4 separate regions of the Zea mays genome follow, and regions 1, 2 and 4 are each linked to region 3. Evidence: chromatin contacts called from public Hi-C data. All regions are on one chromosome and are shown on one strand. The core of a region is the stretch at or near the end of the contact, and the rest is flanking DNA. Distances in the headings are between cores, read along the strand shown. Region 1 holds the start of LOC103639212. Region 2 holds the start of LOC100381811 (phytochromeB2). Region 3 holds the start of LOC103639216. Region 4 has its middle 26 kb from the start of LOC103639212.

Region 1 (6,492 bases), core at 1,707-4,206, 220 kb before region 3:
CGGGGGCGCGTTGATGGATGGCATCGGCAATCGCACGGTGGGGATGGGAGCGGGGGCATGGTTGTGCCAAGTCTACACTATCGTCTTAAGGAATAGTATAGATATAGATTTGCTTCTTAATGGGGGAGCCACATGGGCGTCACTGCTGCCTCATCGCTACGCTACCGCGATATGCCAGTACGTCTTTCTACGTCACACCGGTGACACGGGGGACGCTGTCCGGCTGTCCGAATCTTCTTGCTCAAACCATCGCGGTTTGAGTACTCCAAGCAAGTGCCGGTACTACTTGGTTACCGATCCGATCTCCAATAATGAACCATGAAAGTTAAAGTTTGTCCACCGAAATTAGCTAAGTTATGAATTTATAATAGTTATTTAAGTAACATAAACTGTTGGCAAGTCTAAGCCATTTCAAATAACATAACGAGCACAAAACATTGGTAAATTAAACCACTCTTAACTCGGATCGGATCCATCCAATGGATAGTGTTTTCAGCGCTACCTATGGCCCCGTTTGTTTCACCTTTTGGCCACCAGAAGCTGTTGTAGACTACCGAACGCTTAACGTTTCATCCCGTTTATATCATAACCACTTTAGACAAACTCGTCCAAAATCAATGTAAACACGGAACCATCTGAGTCGTTGCGAATAGTTGGAAACCGCTATTTTCTATATCTTAAAGCCTATGAACTCTTTTATCTACCTCCGCATGTAATCTCCACGATACTCACATTCTCTACAACTAGATTCTAAAAAAAAGTCTTCAGAAAAAGTTGAAACAAACAGGCCCTTAGGTTCCTAAGTATCAACATCTCCAGATAAGAGTCCAAAGAACCTATGCATTATAATTAGTTAAAATGACTAAAGTTTGATAAATTTCGACTTAATTAACCAATTTTTGGTAGAATTGAGTAAATTACCTAATTTATGCTACAGTGACTACGCTAGATCTTCTACTTTGTGAGAGTTCAACTTAATTAACCAAAAAGTGTGTTTGAGTTGGAAGAATTTGGGATCACTCACTAGCAAAGGCTAGCACGTTCACTCTCACTAGTAGAAAAAAGCTCTATGCATGCAGCAGGGAAGAAATTAGGAAATAAAATGGTCCGACCGATCCAAAGAATCGGTCAGTGAAAACATGTTTTTATTGGCGATTATCGCCATAAGAAATTATATTTTCACTTGCGGTTTCTTAAAGGAACTGCCAGGAAAATACACATTTTCTTTTGGCGGTTTTCTTTTAAACTTGCAAGCAGAAATAATTTGAAATCGATTTTTTAGTTTTCAAATGACCTCGTTTGAAAAAAATCATCAAACTAAAAGTTGTAGATCTCTAAAGTTATATTTTTAGTAGTTTTCAACCTTTTCATTTGAAACCATTTGGGCTATCAAAATTGCATTTGCATTTGATAAATTATAAAATACAAATTTTGCAAACAAACTCGGATGAGAAAATACCAAAATAAAACTTGTAGAACCCTAAAAGTCATGAAATTTTCTAGTTGACTAGTGTTTTTGTTTGAATTCGTTGACCGCCTCAAACAACCAATTTGTACTCGGTTTGTTCTAATATATGGGGGAAAAACTACTATCTAGACACAATCCAAGTCATGGTTGGTCTGGTAGAGAAGGCACACGCAAGGGTGAGGTAGCGCGAGAACTTCGACTAAGACGGCCAGACGAGGTCTCCTCTAATTTTTTTCTATTTTAAGAACTCATTTTATATTTTTTAGAAATTATTTATATTGGTGGTTGTCTTAACTGAACCGCAAGTAGAAATCAATTTCCACTGACGGTTCTAAATTCTCTGCATGTGAAAAATTATTTCTACTAGCCACTAATACTAGAGGTTAAAAAAAAACGCCATTGTATATAGGTTTCCAACCGCCACGATAGAGATTCTTTGTACTAGTGGGTGGACATGTCCTTGAACGCAATGAGGAACGTAGCAACCGACGAAACCGATTTAGAGACCAATTAAGCTATTGTTGTTCTCATTCTTTTCGCCGGTAGACTCCTAAAAAGATCCATCTACGAGGAACACGTTGTGTTAGATACCTCAATGGACTGTGGTCCTCGTATATAGGGAGGGAGTGGTGTTAGAGCAGCAGAAAACAACTCGAAAAACATGTTTAGCAAGTTTCTATGCAGTAGAAAATCCAATTAGATCAGAGTTTACGGACGACCTATAACTGGCTTCAATGCACTCAGTCTACGCGAACATGGTGGCTTGCACGCCTTCCACATGTTAGAAAACGACCGAGCATCTAGAAACCACAGTAAAACGTCAGTGCACTCGATTGGTTGGGTCAGGTCCCTGAGAGAGCGAGCAAAGCCTCAACGGTGCCATGATAGCGTCGAGCAACAAGTAGTACGCGGCAACGGTCGTCCATTGCCAATGTAGCATGCAATGCAGAAACACATATCACATATGGATGATCCAGAGCCAAGTCCGTCGCTTCTCTCCCAGTTGCACGCCATTGGAGTGAGAGACAGAAAAGATCCGACACTTTTTCGTGACCTGCGGTTGGCCTTGGGCGGGCCTTGGCGACGCGCACCATACCGGTATTTACGCCCGTGGCATCATCATACCTTTGTTTTTTTTGGTGTTTGAGCGTACACAACCACACGTGACCACTGCCGATCTACCCCATAAATAAAATAGGGAGTACATATTCAGCGTGTACGCAGTACCGGCAGTCTTCGCGTATCATCGTGCACCAGCGTGTCTCCTACGCAGTCCGGTGCGAAGATCGACCGACGAGCACAGACCGAATGGTCCTGTTGCATCTGAATATATAATCTCACCTCAACTGCTCAACAGTCACCAACCTGTCTGTCCCTGACGGCTGACGTTCAAATAATGCGCCCACCCTGTCTGTCACCACCACACCACACGTCCACGTAGGTTCTGGGCAACGCAATTATTCCGCGTGGTCGACCGATCAGCCAGCCGGCTGGAAGAGAAAGAGAACCGTGGACCGCGGCAAACGGCGTTCGCGCGACGAGACCGGCCGGCCGGCCGGCCGTCCCGGCGCGCTGCTGTGATAGTGCAGTGCAGTGCAGCTGCACTGCCTCCTGCGGTACTGGCGCGCCGTGCTGGGTGCGTGTCCTGTGGCGAGTGTCGCGTCCACGGAAAGGAAAACACTAGAAAGACGTGCCGCCCCTCTCCGACCGCTTCTCTTGTTGGTGGCTCTCTGCCTCTGCATGCAACATGTGGTGGCGGCACTCTCTCGCGTGGCATGGCAGTCAGTGCCGCCCCCCCAGCTCCCCTCTGCGGCAGTCCTGCACGTACGTAGGCTGTCCTCCGGTCGTTTGAAAAGCGGTTCAAGCAATGGAAGAGGACCGCGTCAGGACTCAGGCATCAACAGCTGCTGCTGCTGCTCGCGTTGAGAGGCCTGTGAAGCTGCTGCTGCTGCTCGCGCCAAGCCATCCCACATGCACCACACCTGCTCGACGGAACCTCTCAAAGGCGGCACATTTACCAGCTCCCGGAAGGGGCGAGGCGAAGGTATTCATGCCAAACCAGGTACCAAAACCAAGTCACCAGGTCATCCGATGATGCCTGCCATATGACGGGCACTTCATCGCCCTTTCCTTTCTTCCTCATGTACGACGTGCGTGCTTCACAGGCCGGTGCAGAGGCAGCAGGCTGCGTCAAGCGACTTATCGGCACCAATCCCCCCGTGGATGATGAATCTGGTTCTGATCGATCCAGTCCACACGAATTGGTGCCTGGATCTTGCGCCGCGATACCTCATTATTTGGGCGCCACTGCCAGTTTGCATCACCGTGCCTTTTCCCCGGCAAAATGCTATGGGTGGCAGCATCCTCTGGGCTCTGGCGGCCTGCCCGCGTACGTGCCTGCCACAAGCCCACAAGGCTTAGCTCTCTCTCGACTCCGCGAGGCAACGCCTGTCAGATCAGATGCCACATTGAGCCATGTTGATGGACAGGTTTATTTCACAGAACAGGACTGTTTCTGACAAATCTGGCACCCAAATAGTCGAAGGGAGGGTTAGGTCATACACTCATACTCGCTCCATATTTTTTTTATCTGACGTTTGTAGTTTTTTTTATATTGTTTCACGTCAAAATAAAAAGATGGAGGTAGTACAAAAGATCGCATGTCTGCTGATTACCAACAACCAGCTAATGGCAAGCATATGGTCCAGAAACAGCCTACGTACGTGTACGTAGAGACAAGACAACTGCTGCACCTGTTATATCTATTTTTTAGTCGAGCTATCTAAGATTTGATCAAATTTATAAAATAGAATAGATCCATTTATAAAAGATTGCAGAATACAATAGTATTTTCCAATTAATCAAGCTAAAGTTATGGTTTAAATCTACTTTAGACCGTAACTGCTTGTAGCCCCTCTTTTCATTCGCTGTATCAAATACTTGCCTACATGAACTAAAAGAGCCCCTAGCTAGCCGCACCGGCGTAAAACTACAGCGAACAGGATTCCATGACGAACGACGACACTCGTTTGGTATCATCAATGGTAACATGTTTTCGTATGGTCAAATTTAAAACGGTGTGACTCAGCACTATACTATAAAACCGCACCTTTCTACAGTTGAAACACAACGTTATTCAAGGCGGGGGAGTCGCAAAAGAACTGGGGAGCCAGCTCAGAAGCGGCCACCACCAAATGCGAGTCACCCAAACGAAATCATGGATCCCCCGTGCTTTCCACCTGTCCCAAAACGCGATGCTGCGGCCACGGACCATGATGGATCGATAATTGCATAGCATAGCACAATCAAATCATTCATGTATCAGCAACAGAAACCATCACCGCGATCCAGGGAGGAGCTACCACTAGTGTTGGTTGTAAAAAGAACGCCAGCTAATCTTGCTCTTATTGTCTGTCTCCGAACAAACAAACAAACAAAACCGACAGGCCTGCCGCAATGCAAACTGATAAACCGTGTCACCATTTTATTGAGACCAGCACAACATTTTCCTGCGCCATTCACAGATGTTCGAAGATCACAGTAGTGCACGGATACCATGGCCAGAACTGAGTTCTTCATGGCACATGCCTGCACTCATCAATCATCTTGTTTTATTCTTTGAACGAGGAGCATGTGCAACCATGGTTTGGGAAAAAAAACAAGCTTCCACTGTCAGAGAATTTGAGCTGCAGGCAGTGTTTCGTATCACATGCAAGGCACCAGAACCCTTTGCTTGGAATAAAAGTATAAAATTGTTCGATTCAAACTAGCACTCATCAATGATTAGGGTTAACAGGGTTCCAACAAATGGACTCCATACGGTGTTCCAAGCAACTAATGGACTGACAATAATAAACTACTACAATTAATAATACCTGTTGTGCAGTGAGGGGACATGATGAAAGCTGGGTTACAAGCGGCATGTCATGTCAGCCATACAGCATACAGGGGAAGTCAATCTTGAACAAAAAAAAAACACTTACCAAAGGATGAGGACGCTTCAGCCTTCCCTATGTTTATTTCCTTCTTTGGCTTTGTCTGATGACTTGGAAGTGGTGGATCATGTTAAGGAACGACAATTCTGGCTGGAAGAATTTATGCAAGGCTCAAAATCGTATGAAGTTGTATGCAGCTGCACATCGTACTGAACACAGCTTTTCCGTAGGAGAAAAATAGAAAATGGTTCTGTTAAAGCTTCAACCTTACTCTCAAATCTTGGTGGTCAACCGGCACTGCCACAAATTGGCTTACAGGGTTTTTTTTTGGTCCCTATAAAAGTGCTGGAGAAGATAGGTGTTGTTGCTTACAAACTAGAGCTACCGAGTTCAAGTAATTTTCATCCGGTTTTTCCATGTTTCACCGTTTCATGAACGCCTGATCACTGGTCTTCAGTGATTTGCTTGACAGTACCGGATTGAAAAGATCTATCAAGATTCACGAACGCCGTTTAACCTGGTTAAACGAGGCGACGCAGAAACCGTTCAAGCTCGTGTATCTTTGGACAGGACTTCATGATGCAACTACAACTTGCGAAGATTATCATGTGTTAAGATTGAGGTTTCCTTACCTTATGCAGCAACATGCATGGGGGCACGATGCATCTTCAGCCGGGGGCAGTGTCATATCCCAGTGCCCTGGCGCCGTGCCGGGCGTGACACAGACACAGTGCAAGACGGCGGGAACGATTGAAGGAGGCCCAGTTGAGATGCGCGGGAAGGAGTAGGGTATACGGCCCATCGGCCCAGCTCTACGACGGGAAGTACAGAGTATATTTAGGGCCGGTTTGAGAGAGCTTTGCTTCAAAAACTTTAGCTTTGGTTTTCCAGTTTCACTATAAAACAGCTCTAGCAAATTGTTAAGGTGAGTTCCAGGAGCGTTTGGTTTGTATATGGACTCCAACTTCTATAGTACAATTGATTTGTGTGAGTTTCCTTGATTACCCTTGATGATTAGTGGGTTGTCGCTAGAGAGAACGGAAGTTGTATGTTGCGTAACCAGTGGCATGGTGGGTAATTTTCGTACAG
Region 2 (6,835 bases), core at 1,561-4,060, 200 kb after region 3:
TTGAACATCCATCAAAGCTAGCTTAGCTTAGCTACATGCATTGGTAAGTAGGTCAAAATAGTCCTGGGGGATAAACAATGTACTCCTGTGAGTAGCTAACACAACCTCTGGTATAAGTCTCATATGCTTACTTTTCACACATGAGCATTCCTATCTGCTAATTATAAGCACCAGTTTCTAAAAAACACTGTGAAAATGATTGAGTAAATTTGACGGTAGTTGCTAGTTTGTCTCCATTTTCTATATAATTGTGCACAAAAAGAAGTGTGGCTAAGAAACTGGGTATATCTATTTAAAAAAAACTTGACTGACATAGGAGGGCTTTTAAATTAAGAAGATGCATGCACAAATTAGCCTCGACAATGACTTGAACTTGGGGGATGTGGGTCTAGGCGTACATCCACACTATCAACCAACTGACCTAGGCTCAGCTCCTTCAAATATACATTTTCCAGGAGTATATATACCACAAATTTCAATACTTGGTGTAATAAACATGTATACATCGTGTCCATACACTTTTTGTTTATGTCATATACCTTAAGAGATACAACCAAGAACAGATAATATTTTCCTCAACAGCACTTCTCACAAAACATAATATAAAAGCAATAGCATCCATATAAGAAATGAAAATGGAATACCTCTTAAAGCTCGCGAGAGTAGCTTTTCGACTATATCATCACATTCCTTGAAGATAAGATCATTTACCAGAGATTTGCCCATTGCCTCCTCAACTGAAAGGCCTGTCAACTCGGCAATCTTTGCATTCCACCCATTTATGCATCCATCAGTATCTACTGCAAATATGGGTACTGTTGCTGTCTCTATCAATCGAACCATCTCTCTTGCTACAGAGCTAAGCTCATTTATCCCCCGCAATTCTAGCTCCCCAAGTTGACGTTGTCCATTGACAATGGCTTTTGAGTTGCTAGTGCCCTCTGCAGCATCTCTGAAGGAGTCACGCAATATGAGCTGCAAGGAATGTATTGCGTCCATTTCTGCATTCTCCCAGGACAGGCTTCTGCTTTTAACCACTTCAAGAAATGCCTTGAATGATGACCGTGGGTGCATCCTCTGACCATCATCCTTATCCTCAGGGTGATGTTTTGCGCCACCCCATTTGATCTCTTTAGCTGTGTGTGACCTAAACCAAAACAAGTAATCACTTGGTGTTATATAAGCCACCGCCATTCCACACACAGCATCCCCTAATGCAACAGCACCAAGGTAGCCTGCATCAGCAAGGCTATCTGTGCTGAGCCCTGTTGAGTCCCCATGACACACCGTCAACCACTCGATAATATCCTTAATCTGAGACTCGGTGGGAGTGACACCCAATGGGTAGTACTTCCCACGATAATACAGTGCAGCCCCATCGCACTTCACAAGGTCCATGACGCTGGGGCTCTGCGTGATGATGCCAGCTGGTGAATCTCGCAGTAGCATGTCACACAATAGCGTCTGAGTTCGCAAAATGTGCTTCTCTGACAGCTGGTGCGCAAGCTGCAACTCCATGTTGAGCTGCAGCCCAAATGCCTGCATGAGAAACTCGCAAGCATACCTCAATGGAAAAGGGATACACCGTGGTGATGTATGGTGGCACACCACTAACCCCCACAACTTCATTGATGAGGAGATGGCACCCCGACCTGTTCGCTCGTCGTCACCACCACTGCTAATGATGACTGCCATAACAAGCGACGCAATTGACCCCATGTTCGCCATGTACTGTGCATGGCACCCGTGCGGAGCGCGTAGCGTGGAGCCTACCAAACACAGCTGCTGCGACAGCCCAGGATCTTGTATGACTCTCACCGGGATGGCATGGCAGTCTGCGATCATTCGCACGCGGTTCTGCTGGAACAGGAACCGCGACGCCTGGGGGATATCTGTGGCGGGATAATGCAATCCGAGGTAAGGCTCAAGGTTATCGCGCCGGCTCTCTGCGACAACTTCCCCGTGCTCGTCTTCATGGAACTTGTACACCATGACACGGTCGTAACCAGTGAGCTCGCGAACATGCTCCACGACTGTGTCGCATAGGAGCTTGACGTCCCCGCCGGGTAGCGCCTGGAGGCGGGAGATGGCGCGGACCGCGAGTTTCTGGGACTGGACTGCGCCGGCGATGGAGAGAGCGGGGTCCTCGGTGCGTGCGGGCTCGAGGTCGATGACGACGCCGACGTCGATGCGGTGGAGGATGGCGTAGAACGGCTTGGAGGAGGCCCTGGAGTGGATCCATAGCGGGTTGAGCAGCGATATCTCGCGCGCGGCGAAGGCGCGCTCCAGCAGGACCGCGGACGAGGGGGAGAAGTAGAGGCGTGCGTCGGCACCAAGGGAAACAGGGGGCAGCGCCACGGAGTCGAGCGAGGGAACGGAGTGGTGCGGCGACAGGTCGAGCAGGTCGGCGGCGTTCTCAGAGAAGGCGAGGAGGCGGAAGGAGGAGTCGTCGGCGACGGCGAGCGTGCAGCCCAAGGGCTGGATGTGGCCGCCGCGCTGGATGCGTGAGAGGTAGGCGGCGATCTGCTGCTCGGAGGACGGCGTGGGCGGCGCGCGCAGCGACTGGGAGTAGTCGAAGCTGCGGCCCGACGCGCCCGACTGCTCGAACACCGCGTGGAGCCGCGCGTCTAGGTTGTACTGAGCGACGGCCTTGGAGACCGACTCCGTGGCCGCAGCGCCCCCGCCACCTCCTCCCGCGCCTGCGCGGGACGTGCTCCCGCCCGACGACTGCGAGTGGTGGTGGTGCGCGTGACGCGGCGCCACGCGTCGCGCGGAGGGGGAGCGCTTGGGGGGGCGACTGTCCGACGCCATGGCGCTTGGGGGAGCTCTCACTGGATTAGGCGGCCCCGTCCGCCGGTCTTGTGCTCGTCAGTCGGCTCGCTCGCCCCCTATGTGTTCGTCCGATACCTTAGCTTTGCTTCACCGTTCCTCGCTGCGCTCATTGATTCACGAGGATAAAATAAAGAAGAAAAATTTGGATCCATACCATTAAAAGATCACCAATTTAGATCTATACCATTACTATCTCACTTACATGTGGGTCCACATGAGTTAATAACACGTGGGGTCCATGGTATATATCTAAAGTTTGGATCTTTTAATGGTATAGATCCAATTGTTCCAATAAAGAAGTGGGGATGTAAAGTGGGGGGCGTGGAGCCAAGGATATTGCGCGCGAGGCGATGCGCCGATGACGATGGCTGTGATGGGGATGGTACTAGGGGATCGGGGCTCGGCAGGGGTTCAGGTCTGGAATGGATTGCGCTCGCGCTGGGGCCTGAAGTGGATGCGGATACTTTCGCCTTTGTAGGCTTGTAGCTAACCGCTGAAGACGGGGATTGTGCTTCCTTTTTCTTTATTTATTCTTCTTTTTTTTAAAGATCCAATGACCAGTCTTGCGTCGGGTACTCCTCCGTTCCCGTGTATAAATCCATTTACATTTGCTATAAGTTAAATAGTAAAGTGTTTGTAGGTTACTATAGTTTCTACTTATTGCTAGTACGTTGCTATGATTTCTATTTATATTTATGGTGTTGTTTGGAAGCACATAATTTTAAAAAAACTGATTTATAGAAAATAAATTCTCAAGTTCTTAAAAACCAAGAAGCTACTCTCCTCTAACTAAAACTAGCTTGTGTTTGTTTAATTGCATCACGCTCTCATTGATTTCATAGAATTTACATCTATTGACACCACTTATAAAAATAGAGAAAAGATATGTTGATAATTGTGTATAGAAAAAACTAGAAACCGATTTCTTAGAAATTGAGTTTCAAACATCTCCACCAAACTTATTTTCATAAATCAGTTTCTAAAAAACGGGAGACAGAATTTGGTTTTTTTTAAAATCGGTGTGCTTCAAAATATTTTCTAAGTGTCGAATATAAAATACAAAGATATATATGCTTAGTTGGCTAGGTGAATAGGAATATCGGTGTAGAGTTGACAACCATCAGGCCCGTGCACAAGCCGGTGCATCCTGTTTGGCTGAACAGGCCCCCCATTTATTTGGGGCCCTAACTTTCCGTGTATGATCTATTAGTAATTCTAATTAGATTATTAGGAACTAGAATGTAAATCCTGCCGCGTGCAGCCTGCTAGACGGACACAATATATCTTTCTTTAATCATTTCTCCTATCGTTCGACGTGACCTTGTTTCGCCTGCTGCCTGATGGGCGACGATCACAGACATTTGTTTCGCCTGCCACCAGCGCACAGCGTGATTCTACCGTCTACACTACACTCGTTCGTCGTCCAGCGGTAGACAGCCAACGCGGCAACAACGATCTCCCTCCGTCACTTGCTTTGTGTCTTGATATTTAGGAAATAAAGTGTTCAAATCATAAGGTACCTCTAACATCCTACTGTATACATGTATATTTATTTGCTAACTTTGTTAGTAAAATAATTTATTGATTATTCTATTTATCTTGTATATATGTATATTAAATATTGTAGTATTTTAAGATCCAATTATCGATGCCATGTCTTTGACCAATTGGTCTTTGAAAATATGATTCCGGTTACTAAAAGCTTTGAGAGTGGATTGTTGGATAAGATTGAATATGATCATACCATTAAGAATCTATTGCAAGGAACACAAAGAAAATAAAATTGTTCAAGTAAAATTTATATAACCAAGAGTTTAATAGGTATAATTTTCATAAATTCCATTTCTATATAATACATTACAGCATTTATGTTTTTATAAATTTATATTTTAGTGATTTTGTGATAAGAGCCTCTATTCAATAATTTCGTACGGGGCCTCGATTTTTACTGGCACGGCCCTGACAACCATAATTTGGATTCTCATTATACATAATTGTATTATTTTTACTATTTAAATGTAAGAAGCACGACCGTATCCAATCTTGACAACAGATATCCATACCTTTTATATAATTTGGCGTTGCTAATTTTATTATGAAAAGTGCTTTTACAATGTATAAATCTTTTTATATATATTCTTTCAGAAAAAAAATGTTTTAGACAAAATAACTTATGATTAGAACTAGTTTGAAAACTCTATTTTTCAAGAAATTTATATTTTTCCAAAAAGAAATAAATTAATTTCACTTGAAACAATAAAAATAAAAAATGGAGTTTTCAAACTAGCCCTCAGAAAAGGTAGTTAGAAAGTAAATTACGCCCTTACATATGTCCTTCTCTACTAGTATAAAGCACCAACCTCTAACGTTGTTGTCGTGTGTGCAACACTTTTGCAAAAAAAAAAACTTATACGAAAGAGACTGAGACCAAGACAAAGCAAATGTTGTGTACAAATACCGCCACATCGTCGCCACCTCTGCATCGACAAAATTGTTTATTTGAATATCTCTATATTGTCACTCGTAAAAAATACCCCACTGACATTAGCAAAAATAAGACCACAATATGAGTATTCCTTGCTAAATTACAACACCAACACTATTTTCTTCGTGTCCTAATTTATAATTCGTTTACATTTTTGTGCCAAGTTTGATAGGCTCATCTTTTTTAAAAAGAAATAAAAAAATCAAAGTTATACCTAAAATATGTTATATGTTAAATGATGTCATAGTAAAATTAATGATAATTAAGAAAAACTTTGAATTCAGTCAAATTTAGAGTAAAAAAGTTGAAAGAAGTATAAATTGAAATGGATGAAGTATTATTATTTTTTACTTCAAATATAGACACAGTAGCTGTCTTAGCCCTGACGCGTAGCGTTAAGCACGTTCGCTCCGCACACTCCTTGATCACATTGTACTAGTTAGGTATCCGTGCACCGTACATTGGATGCAACTGTTATATATTTTATCTGTACACTTTGTAAATATATCTTATATTTTATAACACAAATTGAGCTTGGGCTGTAGTTGTTGAGACACGAGGCTTCTATCTAGCAGGTGGTGATGATGGGTTCGAAGGCCATTATATAGCAGGTGGTGATGATGGGTTCGAAGGTCATTTCGCGTACGATGGCGAGACGCACGACGATTTTCACAAATATAGTAGAGATAAGATTTGAATTGTAATTGATAACGTATCATGCCTGTTTATTTCGGTTTGTTACGAGCTTTTCGTCTAAATGTGAAGATAATCTGGATATCGTAGAGATAACATGCGGAAAGAAGATAAATTTGTGCATATGGTTTAGGTTTTAAAAAGTGACGGATTCCTTCTATCACGATGACTCAACCAAATATAACCAAATATATGTTAACATTAATTTTGAATGATTTTCACCAATCAATTATTATAGAAATATATTAAAAAGCTGAATGTTTGATAGTCACCAGCAGCTTCTGCCGGCCAGCATCACCAGAAAAGCTGATTCCATGATATATATTATGATTCTCTAAACCTTAAACCCAGCTGTGTTAAACTCCAAACCAGAGCTACTCGGTTTCGCAAACTGGATAGTGGATAGCCATTGCGCATTCATTGGCCTCGTACCCATAGACCACAGCCGCACCGCACTGTTTTGCTTTGGCCTTTGGGGAAAGGGAGTGGAGAAAGCGGGCGGAGCAGGGGCAGGACGGGACGAAAGCGGCCGCCCCCCGCGACGGCGACGCCCCAAGGCCGCGATGCGGCAACCAGCCAACCACCGCCCCCGTGTTTCGGTGTTTGTATGTATGTCCGATCCGTCCTTTTAACGTGACGTGACCGCTCCGCGCCCCGCACCGGGCCCGGCGTTTGCACGCCCACGTGCGGCCGGGCCAATCTCCGCGCCGCGGCCCATGTGGAGCCTTTCGCTGTCGGGCCCTGGGCCCGTACGTGGCGGGGCGTGGCACTGCCGGCTGCCCTTTGCGACGAGAATATACGTCGGTTGAGCCGGCACTGCCTACA
Region 3 (7,196 bases), core at 512-3,011:
CACGTATGAAATACCCATGGGTAATCGGGTTCGGATTATTGCTTCCCAAACCCATACCCGTTTACCCAATGAGTGAAGATTTTGTCCCATATCCATACCCATGGGACAATTTCCGTCCCATACCCGTACCCTAATAGGGGAATTCCCCATGGGTTGACGGGTATCGGGTCCCATTGACATCTCTAATCTCACCCTACTTTAGAACCCAACGCTACCAAAGTGGCGTCCAAGACTTCATCAACGGCGAAGCAGTGGCTCCCGGCAGGCTACTATCAGTAATCGATCAATCGAATGAACATGAGCAGTCGATTAGTTGCGATAGGACATCGACAGATGATCCTGTCCTTGAAAATTCGTGCATGTAATTGCTAGCTGTAGTAATATGTCGAAGGTCCTTTCTGTTGTGTCGTCCAGCCTATCTTCACATTTATTTGGCTGTACGCCTGTACCATTACATTTGCAACGGCCTTTTCACTTTGTAGCACATAGTACATACATACAGCAAGCATTAAGCAAGCATGAACTCCATGTAGCTCATAATAATTTCTTTATCTCCACAAAATATAATTAAAATAGTACGATACAAAGTAATCTTTCAGCTTGCTACCAACGCAGTGTATATATACCGTATAAACCATCGTATAATGATGACTGATTAGACGTATTGCAGCATCCTTATTCTGTTATTACTATGATCGCTATTCGCTACGCAGAGAGTATGATCCCGGATATCGATCGGTATAGCTCGACTCCACGTCCACGCACCCCTGCGAAGGGAATACCGAGCGAGTTCGAGCACTTGCTTCTGCTTGCAGCTTGCACCACCATGCATGCATGTGAGACGCTGATTCAGACACCGCCGCCGATGCCACCTCCACCTCCGCCACCAGCACCATAACCACCGCCGCCGCCAGAGCCAGCACCTGCACCACCACCGTAGCCTCCACCAGCGCCTCCGCCGTAGCCACCACCGGCACCACCACCAGCTCCTCCGCCGTAGCCGCCTCCGGCGCCACCTCCTGCACCTCCACCGTATCCACCACCAGCTCCTCCACCATAGCCGCCTCCTGCACCGGCACCTCCGCCATAGCCGCCTCCAGCGCCACCTCCTGCACCGGCGCCTCCGCCAGAGCCGCCACCCGCACCTGCTCCCCCACCAGCTCCTCCTCCGCCACCAAGACCACCGCCTCCACCGGCACCACCACCAAGCCCGCCTCCTCCGCCTTCACCACCGCCGAGACCTCCACCGGAACCACCCCCAAGGCCGCCGCCTCCGCCAGCACCTCCGCCATAACCACCTCCTCCACCGCCACCAAGCCCTCCGCCTCCGCCTAAGCCACCTCCAGCTCCACCACCGAGGCCGCCTCCACCACCTGCACCCCCACCATTCCCTCCTCCAATCCCAATTCCAACCCCTACACCGTGCCCAAGGCCACCACCAAGCCCAAGGTCACCGCCACCGCCACCGCCTCCGCCATATCCTCCCCCGCCACCAACCCCACACCCACCGCACAGATTCTGCTTCTCCAAGGACCGCGTCTCGGCGACCACCGCAAGAACCACCAAGACGGCAAGCCCCAGAAGCTCCATGTTCCACACACCCCTCGGCGCCCTCCCCATGTCGGGCTAAGCGGGAGTGCAGTAGCTAACTAGCTACAGCCAAGTAGTACGTAGTGACGCTGCTCCTCTGGAGGCTGGAGCGATGGACCTGGACGAAGAAGACGGAGTTCTATGTGAGCTTATATAGCGGGGCAGAGCCGGCAGAGTGGCGCGTAGTCGCCTGCTACCCAGTTAAATGCGTACCGGTTGCGCGCGCGCACGGCCTCGCGTCCACGCTTTCAGGACAATCAGGTGGTGAGCGGGCAGGCACTAGCTGTGCAGTGCTAGCTGGGACTTGGAGAGTGCAGGGGGGACGAGCCCAACACAGTTCACCGTGGGGCCGGTGTGGTGAGCCACCAGGGCCGCGCCGCGCGGTGCCGGTGCGGCACTGGCGCTGGTCGATGCTGCGACGTGCGTGTTCCCTTCCCCCTCCATCACGTCGACGGGGGAACGATGATGAGAATAGTTGATCGAGACACATTTATGTCGGCGCGATGTGTGGGACGACGGCATAACCACTCGCGCACATGCCAGAGCGACTTTGGGTCTTCGGCTGCCGGAGGGATCAGGGATGCAATGCATGGCATGAACAAGAACGGTGTAGAGCAACTGGCGAGTGCTGTGGCGAAGAATGGCGTGTAATATCGGTTGTCCCATCGACATCTAAACCAAAGTGATCGGATGGGAGGTGAGATGAGGGGAAAGTTCGTCTCGAACGTGAGGAGATGGTCGAGCTTGTCGTTTACCATTAGCATGTCAGCATGGAAAATGGAGGGCTGTCGATCGCGCTGATTTTTTCGGCAACGGCTGCTGAATTCGCATTCGTGGTTTTCGTTGCTAATTGTTGTGTTGGTCGACGGAGAGAAATAATCAAGATAATTAACATTTTGATTTTCCATGATATTCATTCAATATTCATATCTCAGGCGACGCTACTATAGACTTATATCTGGAAATTAATGAAGATACAAGTCTTTGTCGTCTGCCTGTAAACCGAATTAAATTAAACCACTCCTAACTTCCTGGCAATAGTGACAGTTTTCTTTATTGGCAGCAGAACAATATATTATCATCATAGTTCTTTTTTAACCATATCCATTCTTGTTTAGAACTTTGCTAAACGATGTTTCAAATTTCCCACCACGTGATCTAAAAATCACCACTTAATTACCAATAACGTTACCATATTAATTGTTATTATTTTTTCCATTAATGCTTGGTAACATATATATGTACTAGTTAAATGCCCGTGCGTTGCAACGACATACAAATTATTCAACAAAACGATAGTGCACAACGATTACATGGTAACAAACACATATATTATCATCGAAACATATATTATTATCGGCCTTAGTATCTCATAGTTTTTTTTGCCAACAATCACCCTAACTACAGTTCTTAATTGTGTATAGAAACCATATTAATCTAATAGTCCCTTTGTTCCTATTCCTCGTAGAAAAGAATTCTCAGTCACAACATGGCTGACCGGTTGTTCCCATTGTCTTTAAGCCCATGTATCTTGTGTTGTTGCATCTTCTCGTTCAACCCAATATGGAGGAGAATGCTCATGATTTCTTCGGACACCATAGACTGAAGCTTCTTCTTGAGTTCCTCACAACCTTTTACATGAAGAAGGATTGGAATTGATATCATAGTAGGTAGAAAAGGTAAAAATGAGCTAGTAATCACCAAGAAAGCAAAAAATATCTGAGCACTGGGAAATTTTGGAAAGGCTTACAGTGTCCACACGAAATTAACATGGGATGTATCTTGTGCTGCTGTAGCTTCTCGTTCAGCTCCATATGGAGGACAATGCTCTTGATTTCTTCATTGGACACAATAGATTGTACCTTCTTCTTGAGTTCCTCATAGCCTTTTACCTACAGAAGGATTGGAATTGATATCACAGAAGGTGGAAAAGATGGAAATGAGCCAGCAATCACCTGAAAAGCAGAAATATCTAAACACTCGGAAATTAAGAAAAGGCTTACAGTGTCCTCGCACGAAATTAACATGGAGAGAAGAAACTTGTGTGCGGTGAGAGATCGAGTAATTAAGATAGTAATTTCTACATGCCCCACGATACCACACTATAAAACTAAAATTTTCTAGTCATGTCGGTAGCTTGGCGAGGAGTCTTACTGGAAGCGAAGTGCTTGGCCTGGACCGCGTCGGTGATGATGAAGAACTCCTAGATCTCTTGTGTTGGTGGCACGATCAGCTCTGCAGCCAGCGTTGCCAATCTCCTTCACCACTAGATCCGACTCTAGATCACTAAGCTCGCCCTTCGTCTCCCTCCTGAATTTTCCAAAAAAACAGGAGCAAAATGATGTGGTTATCGATAGTCAAAATAAGTCAGATCCTTTTTAGGAGTAGGGAAATGCAGCTTAGCATATACGAATGTAAAAGAAATAGGTAGAGTAATTACATGGTTGGCAGAGAGCTATTCTATAATATATGGAGCATAATCTCCAAGGAATTGAAAGTAGTTTAGGATGGGATTCAAGACTGCACTTGTCCACTTGTCTATACTTGTGAGAGAGCAAAAAGTAATTGTATTAAAAAACAAGGTATTTCCTAAAGCAGATCTCCCAAATCTTTCTTGTTATCCTATCCCAATGCAAGGATGCTGATTGCTCTATTCAATCACAACATTATCAAATTGAAATGTGCAAAATCAATTAAGCTCACTGTCAGCATCTGGTGTTTGAGAATAAGGTTTTATTTTGGTTCCTCCAGCTTGATTAGCAAATTGCAGTTGTGCAAAAGCTGGTGATGCTGTCTGTGAGCCTGAAACTCAAAGGGAACAAACAATTAGTCTAACAGGTAAAAATAGATGAGCTAGCCAGTGTAAAAACAATTGAAAAGGGAGATCTACAATAAAATGGGAAAACCTACCAAATGCAGGAACTGGTGCACCAAAGGGTGAGGGAGTTATTCCAAAGGGAGTGCTTCCAGAAGAAACTGTTGTTTGTCCAAAAGATGGTGAAGAACCAAAACTGAACACGCTAATTGATATGCCAAATGAAGGTGAGCTTGAAGATCCAAAACCCAAAGTAGTATGACTCACACCAAATGTTGTAGTTCCCCTGTGTACCGAGAAATCAAATCAATATGGATGTCAGTATATAGCTCCGAATCCAATCAGAGGTTAATTAAATCTGAAAAGGGAATGAAGAGACCTAATAAATATCAGGATTTCAGATGTTGTAACAATGCGGATTTGTAATTTCACAAAAAGAACATATAGCATAACTAAATTTGAATTGGTAGGTTTGTCAGGCAGACTGAAAGGGAAATAGGCTCACACCTTTTCCTAAATGATTTTGGTGGTTGAATTGCCCAACACAAATAATTGGACTAACTAGTTTGCCCTAGATTATAAGTTTTACAGGTGCCAAAGGTTCAACACAAACCAATATCAAGTCCAAGAAAGGGTTCAAATAAAAAGAGCAAAAGACAACCGAAGGCAACCCTGGTCTGGCGCACCGGACTGTCCGGTGCACCACCGGACAGTGTCAGGTGCACCAGGGAGAATCAATCCAAACTTGCCACCTTCGGGTTTCTGGAAATAGCTCTCCGCTATAATTCACCGGACTGTCCGATGTAGCGCTGGACTATCCGGTGTGCCAGCGGAGTAACGGCTATCAGCGCCAACGGTCGTCTGCAAAGTGAACAGTGAACAGTGAATAGTGCGGACTACGCGCGCAGAGTCAGAGCAGGCGCCAGATGGCGCACCGGACAGTGAACAGGACCTGTCCGGTGCACCACCGGACTGTTCGGTGGCCCACATGTCAGAAGCTCCAACGGTCGAACCCTAATGGTTGGGTGACGTGGCTAGCGCACCGGACAGTGTCCGGTGGCACACCGGACTGTTCGGTGCACCCTTCGACAGCAGAGTTTCCCAACGGACATTTTGGTGGTTGGGGCTATAAATACTCCCCAACCACCACTCTTCAAGGCACCCAAGCATTCACTACTCCTCATTCAATACAAGAGCAATACACAACACTCCAAGACACAAATCAAAGCCTCTGATCGAATCAAAGTCCACAACTCAACTCTAGTTTTTAGGACTTGTGACAAGATCGACTTGTGTTCTTTTGTTGTTCTTGTTGCTTGCACTACCGGACACATCTCCTTTGCCGAGTGTCTCAGACACTCGGCAAAGGCTATTTTACACTCGGCAAAGGCTTTACCGAGTGTAACACTCGGCAAAGAATGCTCGGCGAACTGTACATCGACAACAGCCTCTTTGCCGAGTACTTTTTGTCGGGCACTCGGCAAATAATTTGCCGAGTGCCATTTGACACTCGGCAAAGAAAAGTCACCGTCACGGCGCCAAGTGACGGTGACGGATCCTTTGCCGAGTGTCTTCTTTGGCACTCGGCAAAGAGGCCAATTTTGCCGAGTGTCTGCTGTTGGAGACTTGTTCTCAAATGCTATGAATCAAAAACAAGGCAACATAAAATGTTAAATACCAAAAGCCCTTCGTCCTTATAATCATTATTTCCCTTCGGATATAATGAATTTAGGACGAAGGTCATGAAAGGAGTACCTTCATGATCATGATAAAAAATAAAGAACATTCAAACAAAATACAGAGGGTAGCATAATTTCTGTAAACATTATCATTAATATATTTATATTTATATTACTTGTGTAGACAAAGATAAATTACAAATGTACCTTCGGCTTGAAGGAAAGAAAATACAGGCGTGGCGCAAAAGTGAATGCCAAGTCCGCGTGAACAGTACGGGAATACTGTTCACCTATTTATAGGCACGGATCACAGCCCATGCAAGATTACATTAATGCCCTTTACATTTATCAATAACTCTATAGTAATTCTTCGAGGTCTAGTTTGGCTTTTCATCTTTAAGTCGGTTTCCCCTTCTTGCCGTGATGCCGAAGCTCTTCTGCATATAGCTTCGTGATCATCTTATCCTTCGTCGTGATCACCATCCTAGTCAAGCTTCGTCTTGACCATGCTTCTGTATACCCGCAACCTGATCCCTGATTCCGAAGATACCTGCTCGCATACTTAGAAAACATTGTCAAATCACGTTTTTGAGGACCTTCGGAAGCCGAAGGTCCCCAACAGTAGCCCCTCGCAATATTAATTTTGCTGTAATGATAAATTCATATTGCGATATGGACGAAGGCTTTGAGCCGAAGGTCCGAAAAAACACCTTCCCTTTGCTAGAATAGCAACAGTCTTTGACAAGCGGGACCCTCCAGTTTTCGACGTAATGGGTGTATAAATAGGGGCTCGCCACAATTTATTTGGCACACTCTCTTGCCATCTGTTTTGCCTGCTCAAATAGTTTTCTGCCCACAAATATTTGGTTGCCTCCCTAGTTTTAAGCTTCGGAAGCGAGAGGCAAGAATTCCGAAGAGATGTCTGAGGAGAAGAAGGTTGCTGCCGAAATGAAGTTGAGCCTTTCTGAAGAGATGCATCTGGGTTTTCTTGAGTCAATAGCAAAGACAAATACGGAGAAGATTACAAGGGAGATTTTAGAAGGTTTATCTGAAGATACTGGTGATAGTGACAGTTATGATGCAGATAGTGGGGGTGAAGATTCCGAAGATCG
Region 4 (6,411 bases), core at 3,897-6,396, 190 kb before region 3:
AGAGAACGGCTCTGATACCAATTGAGAGCACCTAGAGGGGGGGTGAATAGGTGATCCTGTGAAACTTAAACTTATAGCCACAAAAACTTGTTAAGTGTTAGCACAATAATCGCCAAGTGGCTAGAGAGAAGGTCTTGCACAATACGATAATCACAAAGAATTCAACACAGAGAAGACACAATGATTTATCCCGTGGTTCGGCCAAGTACAAAACTTGCCTACTCCACGTTGTGGCGTCCCAACGGACGAGAGTTGCACTCAACTCCTCTCAAGTGATCCAATGATCAACTTGAATACCACAGTGTTATGCTTTTCTTTTCTTATCCCGTTCGCGAGGAATCTCCACAACTTGGAGCCTCTCGCCCTTACACTTTTGATGTTCACAAAGAATCACGGAGTAAGGAAGGGAAGCAACACACACAAATCCACAGCAAAATGCGCACACACACGGCCAAGAATCGAGCTCAAAAGACTATATCAAAGTTCTCACTAGAACGTAGCTCGAATCACTGAGAATGACAAACGAATGCGCAAAGACTGAGTGTGGATGATCAAGAATGCTCTAAGGTTGCTTGGTTGTACTCCTCCATGCGCCTAGGGGTCCCTTTTATAGCCCCAAGGCAGCTAGGAGTCGTTGAGAACAAATCTGGAAGGTCATCCTTGCCTTCTGTCGTCGGGCGCACCGGACAGTCCGGTGCACACCGGACAATGTCCGGTGCCCGATTTCCTTCCTTAAATAGCGAAGCCGACCGTTGGCGACCTTGGAGCCGTTGGCGCACCGGACATGTCCGGTGCACACCGGACAGTCTGGTGCCCCCTTCTAGCCGTTGGCTCGGCCACGTGTCCCGCGCAGATCGCGCGGCCGACCGTTGGCCCGGCCGACCGTTGGCTCACCGGACAGTCCGGTGAATTTTAGCCGTACGCCGTCGGCAAATTCCCGAGAGCGGCCACTTCGCCCTAGGCAGCCTGGCGCACCGGACACTGTCCGGTGCACCACCGGACAGTCCGGTGCCCCAGACCGAAACAGCCTCTTGGTTGTACACAGCCAACTCTTCTCTTTTCTTCTTCTTTCTGTTTCTGATACTTAGACAAGTATATTAGTACACAAAACCAATGTACTAAGACTTAGAAACATACCTTTGCTCTTGATTTGCACTTTGTTCATCCATGGGCATAGATTCACATTTAAGCACTTGTGTTGGCACTCAATCACCAAAATACTTTAGAAATGGCCCAAGGGCACATTTCCCTTTCAAAGGGGAGGGGGTCATTTCGTAATAGTTTTTTCTCTTCATAAAATTGAAGTGCTACACTAATTACTTCATTCAGATCCTGAAAAGAGCATGAATAAATATATTTTACTGACAAGAACTATCAACATGACAACATACAGACAGTAACTACTACTCTCTCTGCCCCAATTTTTAATTTATTGTACTTTTTTGTACCAAGCTTGACTGGCTCGTCTTATTCAAACATTTTTGCAAAAAGATGAAAAATTCAGAGCTATACTTAAAGTGTATTTAATGCTAAACGATAACACAATAAAATTAATAATAATTATATTTTTTAAATAAGATAAGTCAATTAAACTTAGTGTAAAAAAGTTAAACGAATTATAAATTGGAACAGAGCGAAATAAGGCTAGATGAGTTACTCAAGTATTCTTTTCTTTTTCTAGTTGAGGGGGCCGGAGCACCATTAGATTAAGTAGAGAAAATAGTTTATGTACAAGTCTTGGAAATGATTTTATGGGGCATGGCAAATATGAAGTTTTTCTCAACTACAGTAACGAAATTTTCATTTCTGTGCTCTAGCGAATAATGCTTATGCAATGCATGTATTCCTAAGTTCCGAAAATATTACCTCATTTAAGACTTATATATTTTAATCTCAGTCCAGGTGGATTGGACGAGATTGAGTTAAGTCAAAATCTCTCCTAATTCCTTCCGATCTCGTTCAAATTGAACAAAGACCTTACTGGGAACTACATTTTCAGAAAACTCAGCCCCTTAAGTTTTGCAATTTGCATATTATACTGCTGAAATTACCAAGTGAAAGTTGCAGGGTGGTTGAAATATATCAATTACTAAGCTTAAGCATGACACAACTCCATTAAATATTACACATCTTTACCTACACATCAAAAGGTGCAGTATTTAAGCTGGTGTTATCCAGAGCCACATATTGGACGAGATTCTGAGGCTCTGTCTAGTGGCTGCATGTGTCTAGATGTTACAAAGCATCACATAACAGCACAAATCAATATCAAAGAACCTATCTCATATAGTAACTTAACAACATGCTATTATTTGGTGCTGTCCAGACATCACATAACAGCACAAAGCACAATCGAAGAACCACTCGCTACTATTGCACAACAGGCTCACAAACTCAATCACTCACTACCTAACTACGCATCACATTCCAGCAGCTGTCTGGCAGGGATCAGAACCCGACTCCAGTTGCGTTCAGTGGCAGATGGCGGTCCTTCCAGAAGCAAGCATCGGGTGCCAACCGTGCTGATGATCGCATCGGCTCTGACTTGCACCTTTTCAGAACGAACGGGGCGTAGGCTGCCGCATTGGTGACCGGCGGCAACTCCAGCTTCGGCGTCTGTTCTGTTGTTGCTGGTTTGAGTGCCAGTGTATTCTGGACAACTGGACATGGCATGGGCACAGCTGAGTTCACCGTCGATGGATCTTTGCTCTCTTGTACATCTTTCACAACGGTGCTGCCATCAGCATTCTCCTTTTTTACAGTCTCCACTGTTCCAGTAGCAAAAGCCTTCTGTTGCCTGTGGTTGTAGTTATTCTTGCCCTGGTAAGACTTCCAATGGACGAAGTCAGTGCTGCAGACCCATGTCTCCTTGGAGACCTCCATGGAGAGCTTTGGCTCATACATCATCAACATGAGGCAATCTGGTAACTCGCCACTCTTCTTCCTCCTCTGTATCACTGGTCCGGCCCCACCTTCACACTCTTCTGCTCTAGTTTCTACTTTCTCTACTTCTTGGTTGATTTCCGAATAATGTGTTTTTCCTTCTCCCTCTGCATTCTCGGTAGTTTCTTCTTCCTTTCCATCATCACAGGATTCTTGTCCTTCCTCTACACTGTTTGGAGCAACAACAACACAATCTTTCTCTGACTCTGGCTCAGAAGAAGTCTTCTTCCCCTTTCTGGATGCCATCAGCACCTTAGGCTCCGCAACGAGATGCTCCTGTTCAATCGAGAAGCTCCACCTCCGGCCATCTCTATCAATGGTGAAACTAGCTCTCCTTGAATCCTTGAAGCTCGAGAAGCTAGAACGCCGTGCCTCTGTCTCGGCCGAGAAGCTGTGCCGCCTGCCAACCCTATCACTGGACGATGAGGCCCTGCTGCTAGTGTTACCACGCCTCCTGCTACTCCACCGTCGCAATTTGGTGCGGTCCTCCTTCAGAGCTGCTGAGGGAGAATAACTGCTGATTGACCTCCTCCCCTTCATCTTATCTTCAACTTCCTCTTGTGCTGGAACTTCTTCCTCACTGACCACCATGTCCAGCCCTTGGTTTTCCGTCTCTGTAACTTCACCCAAAGAAACCTCCAACCCAGCATTTTTCCGAACAATTTGTGCTTCCTCTACTCCTACTAGATCTCTGCAGGATGCATCCTCCTTTTCTTCCATTAGATCTCCACATTTAGAACTCTCTTCAGCTTCTGTTTTTGCTTGATCTATCTCATCTGTTTCAGCGCCACCATTTTCATCACAACCACACTCTTCACATTTCAAGTCTGTGACAGAAACAACTGAACCGTGAGCTTCGTCTTTGCACTCCACTGGCTCAGCCTCAGCCCCAGCTTCCTCTTTCCCCTCTTCCTCATTGTCGTTGAGGCACCCAGACACCTCATTATCCACCTGTTCCACGGTAGCTGCAGCTGGAGACCCGCAGAAGCGGGTGGCAAGAGCAGCCATGCGAACTGGGTCTGACCGGCAGCGCATTAGCAGCAGTGCATTCCTCGGGGGGATGCAGACGCTCACCCTCCCCTCTTCTTCCTTCCCCACCACCAAGATCTCATCTTTCTTCTCCACCTCCACTTCCCCTACCATCACAGTCTTCTCCTCCTCGACATCCCACCCGTCCGATGCCCTCATCTCTTCTGCCGGCACAACCGCGGCTCCCTTGCCGACCTCGTCGTCGTCCTCCTCCTCCTGGATCGCCAGGAGGCACCTCGCCACAGCAGCACCGCACAGCCAGCTACCCCCAGCAGGAGCGCGCTGCCCCCGCTTCTTACCACGGTGTGCGTCGGTGGACAGCGCACCCCACTCGCCGGCTTCGCCAGGCCGAGACGATGAGCAGAGAGAGCGGCCCCCGCAGGAGCCAAATGTCTTGAGTGCCTCGCAGATGTTGACCGGGATCTGGTGCACCCAGCCCTGGTTCTTGCCCTGGGGTCCTTCCCGGTCGTCGCCAGCGCGGCGGAAGCTGGCCTCTGCGCTCCCGCCTCCGCCGCGCCTGGAGCGGGAGCGCAGCGCGGCGGCGGAGGCGTGCTTGGGCTTGCGCTTACCGCCCTTGACGCGGACCTGGCCGATGCAGGTGACCTTGGGAGACGAGGGTTCGGCAGGTTCGAATCCGCCCCGGCCGCGGCGGCCACCGCCGGTGGACCCGGAGGGGAACATTGGGGACTGGCCGCCCTTGAGGCTGCCGCTGTTGCGGAGGCGGCGGCTGAGTGAGGGGTGCAGAGGCGGGGCCGGCACTGCCTCAGCTCCGCTTGCGCTGGCACTGCCGCGGCCGGGGCTGAGGAGCTTGGAGGAGCTGGAGGGGCGGAGGGAAGAGTGCGCGCTGACGCCGGCGACGGAAGTGGCTGAGGCAGCGGAGGAACGCGAGGTGAAGCAAATGAAGAGCTCCGTGCCACCTCCGCCGCCGCCCCCAACCCGGTCCAAGTGCTTCTTGCGGCGCATGAGGGGGGTAAGGGAGGCCGGAGGCTCGTGAGCTCTCTCACTCTCTCTCTCTCTCTCTCTCTCTCGCTTTGCTGCAACCTGCAATGCCGCTGCTGGGCGCCTGCTGCTTGGGCTGCGTTGGTCCGCTAGATGCGGTCGCTGGTGGAGAGGGGAATGATTAGGGTTTGTTGGTAGTGGTGCGCTGTCAGTTCGTTGATGACTGTGACAGAGAGAGTGTGAGCTGTGGATAGGGGAGCTTGCAGGGTGAATTGTGTAGCATGGCCCACGGGGCTGTGGTGGAGGCCACACTGTGGCTCCGATATACGAGTATGATTATCATTTGATTGATCCTTCGAAGCGAGAAAAGAAAATTTGTTTTCTCTGCAATATTCTCGGAAAAGATAGAATTTCAGAAAGTCTTTGTTTTGTGAAAAGGTTTGAACATTTCATGTACACTCAAAAAGCTATTCGTTCAAGCAATGTTTGTTTGAGATGTAGCTCTAGTTTTTCTGAAAAACTGTTGCTGAGTTTTTTTTTTATCATGAGAAGGTAATAATATTTTTTAATTAGTTTGCTAAACTCAAAAAGCTATAGAAAGCGCATACAATTAGGTTTTTCAGTTTCTAATATAAACTTAATTTTTCTGAGCTTCTACCTTTTTGATAACTATACCATTGTTTGTTTCGACTTTTCAGACTGAAGACCTTAATATAGAGGACCTACACGCCATCTACGGCCCTTATTCCTAGTTCCTAGTGAGGATTTCATTGTAAGTTTCATCTTGATTAAATAGTTCGTCACAGTAAGGATGATAACATGGTAAAACATGGCAAAACATTTTAATAAGGAGAAATATAGAGAGATTTTTATAGAAAGTGAGAGAGTTTCGTCGGCATAAAACTCATGATACACTATTTTTATAGATAAAAATCGACGTGATATTTTTGAAAATAGTGCAATGAAACTATCCACCAGGAATAGCCTTATAGCCTTGTTCGATTACTCCATGTTTCATGGGAATAGAGAAGATTGAAAGAAATTTTAACTCTCTAGAAATTTAAACTCTTTTAATCATTTCCAACTATCTTAGACCTCGTCTAGATCCTTTGAATTGAATTCCATTCTAATAATCATAATTTAGGTGCAGATCAATTAAGTTAATTTGATTTTATATAAAATATAATTGTATTTTGTTATTGGTAATATAATAAAGATATTTATGTGTTACATTTATACTAGACGAGAGCAAGACGAAGAGCACGTTATAAAATCTATATGCATCTCATATGTGTGTCGGGATCAAGTCTCACACATATGATAACTCGGTGTACAGTATCCAATATCACAAAAATTTATTATAATAATAAAATGTATTTACAAAAATAACTAAATAAAATAAACTTGACGAAGATAACTTCTCTACATAGGCACTACGGCTGCCTAAATCTCTCCAAATTTATTGTAATAATCTTCCTCTAGCGGTACATGTTCATAATC

Evidence for each region. Hi-C and Micro-C count contacts between places; a contact is called where the count stands out from the background.
Region 1: a Hi-C map of ear shows a contact between it and region 3, with 3 times the contacts expected there. The contact joins the promoter of LOC103639212 here to the promoter of LOC103639216 in region 3. A contact is called at or near these places in 3 of 25 Hi-C or Micro-C datasets (ear, leaf and tassel).
Region 2: a contact with region 3 is called in a Hi-C map of leaf, with 6 times the contacts expected there. The contact joins the promoter of LOC100381811 here to the promoter of LOC103639216 in region 3. A contact is called at or near these places in 3 of 25 Hi-C or Micro-C datasets (ear, leaf and tassel).
Region 4: a contact with region 3 is called in a Hi-C map of leaf, with 6 times the contacts expected there. The contact joins the enhancer-like site here to the promoter of LOC103639216 in region 3. A contact is called at or near these places in 2 of 25 Hi-C or Micro-C datasets (ear and leaf).

The regions. Positions count from the first base shown.
Region 1 is chr9:140,605,197-140,611,688 of Zm-B73-REFERENCE-NAM-5.0, forward strand. LOC103639212 reads left to right here and starts at 2,957. Exons shown (of 2, transcript XM_008661984.4): 1 at 2,957-3,530; 2 at 3,634-4,122. The coding sequence starts at 3,336. The coding sequence ends at 3,987.
Region 2 is chr9:141,025,759-141,032,593 of Zm-B73-REFERENCE-NAM-5.0, forward strand. LOC100381811 (phytochromeB2) reads right to left here and starts at 2,811. Exons shown (of 4, transcript NM_001174606.1): 1 at 645-2,811. The coding sequence starts at 2,811.
Region 3 is chr9:140,823,539-140,830,734 of Zm-B73-REFERENCE-NAM-5.0, forward strand. It overlaps LOC103639216, which reads right to left and starts at 1,762. Exons shown (of 1, transcript XM_008661987.4): 1 at 509-1,762. The coding sequence starts at 1,292. The coding sequence ends at 699.
Region 4 is chr9:140,630,600-140,637,010 of Zm-B73-REFERENCE-NAM-5.0, forward strand. No RefSeq gene overlaps it. Among protein-coding and RNA genes, the nearest start is that of LOC103639212, 26 kb to the left of the region's middle. Within about 2 kb of position 5,147, at least 20 of the 20 cell types and tissues checked have an H3K27ac peak or open chromatin away from gene starts, as enhancers often do. A contact at or near this core is called in ear and leaf, where this site is marked.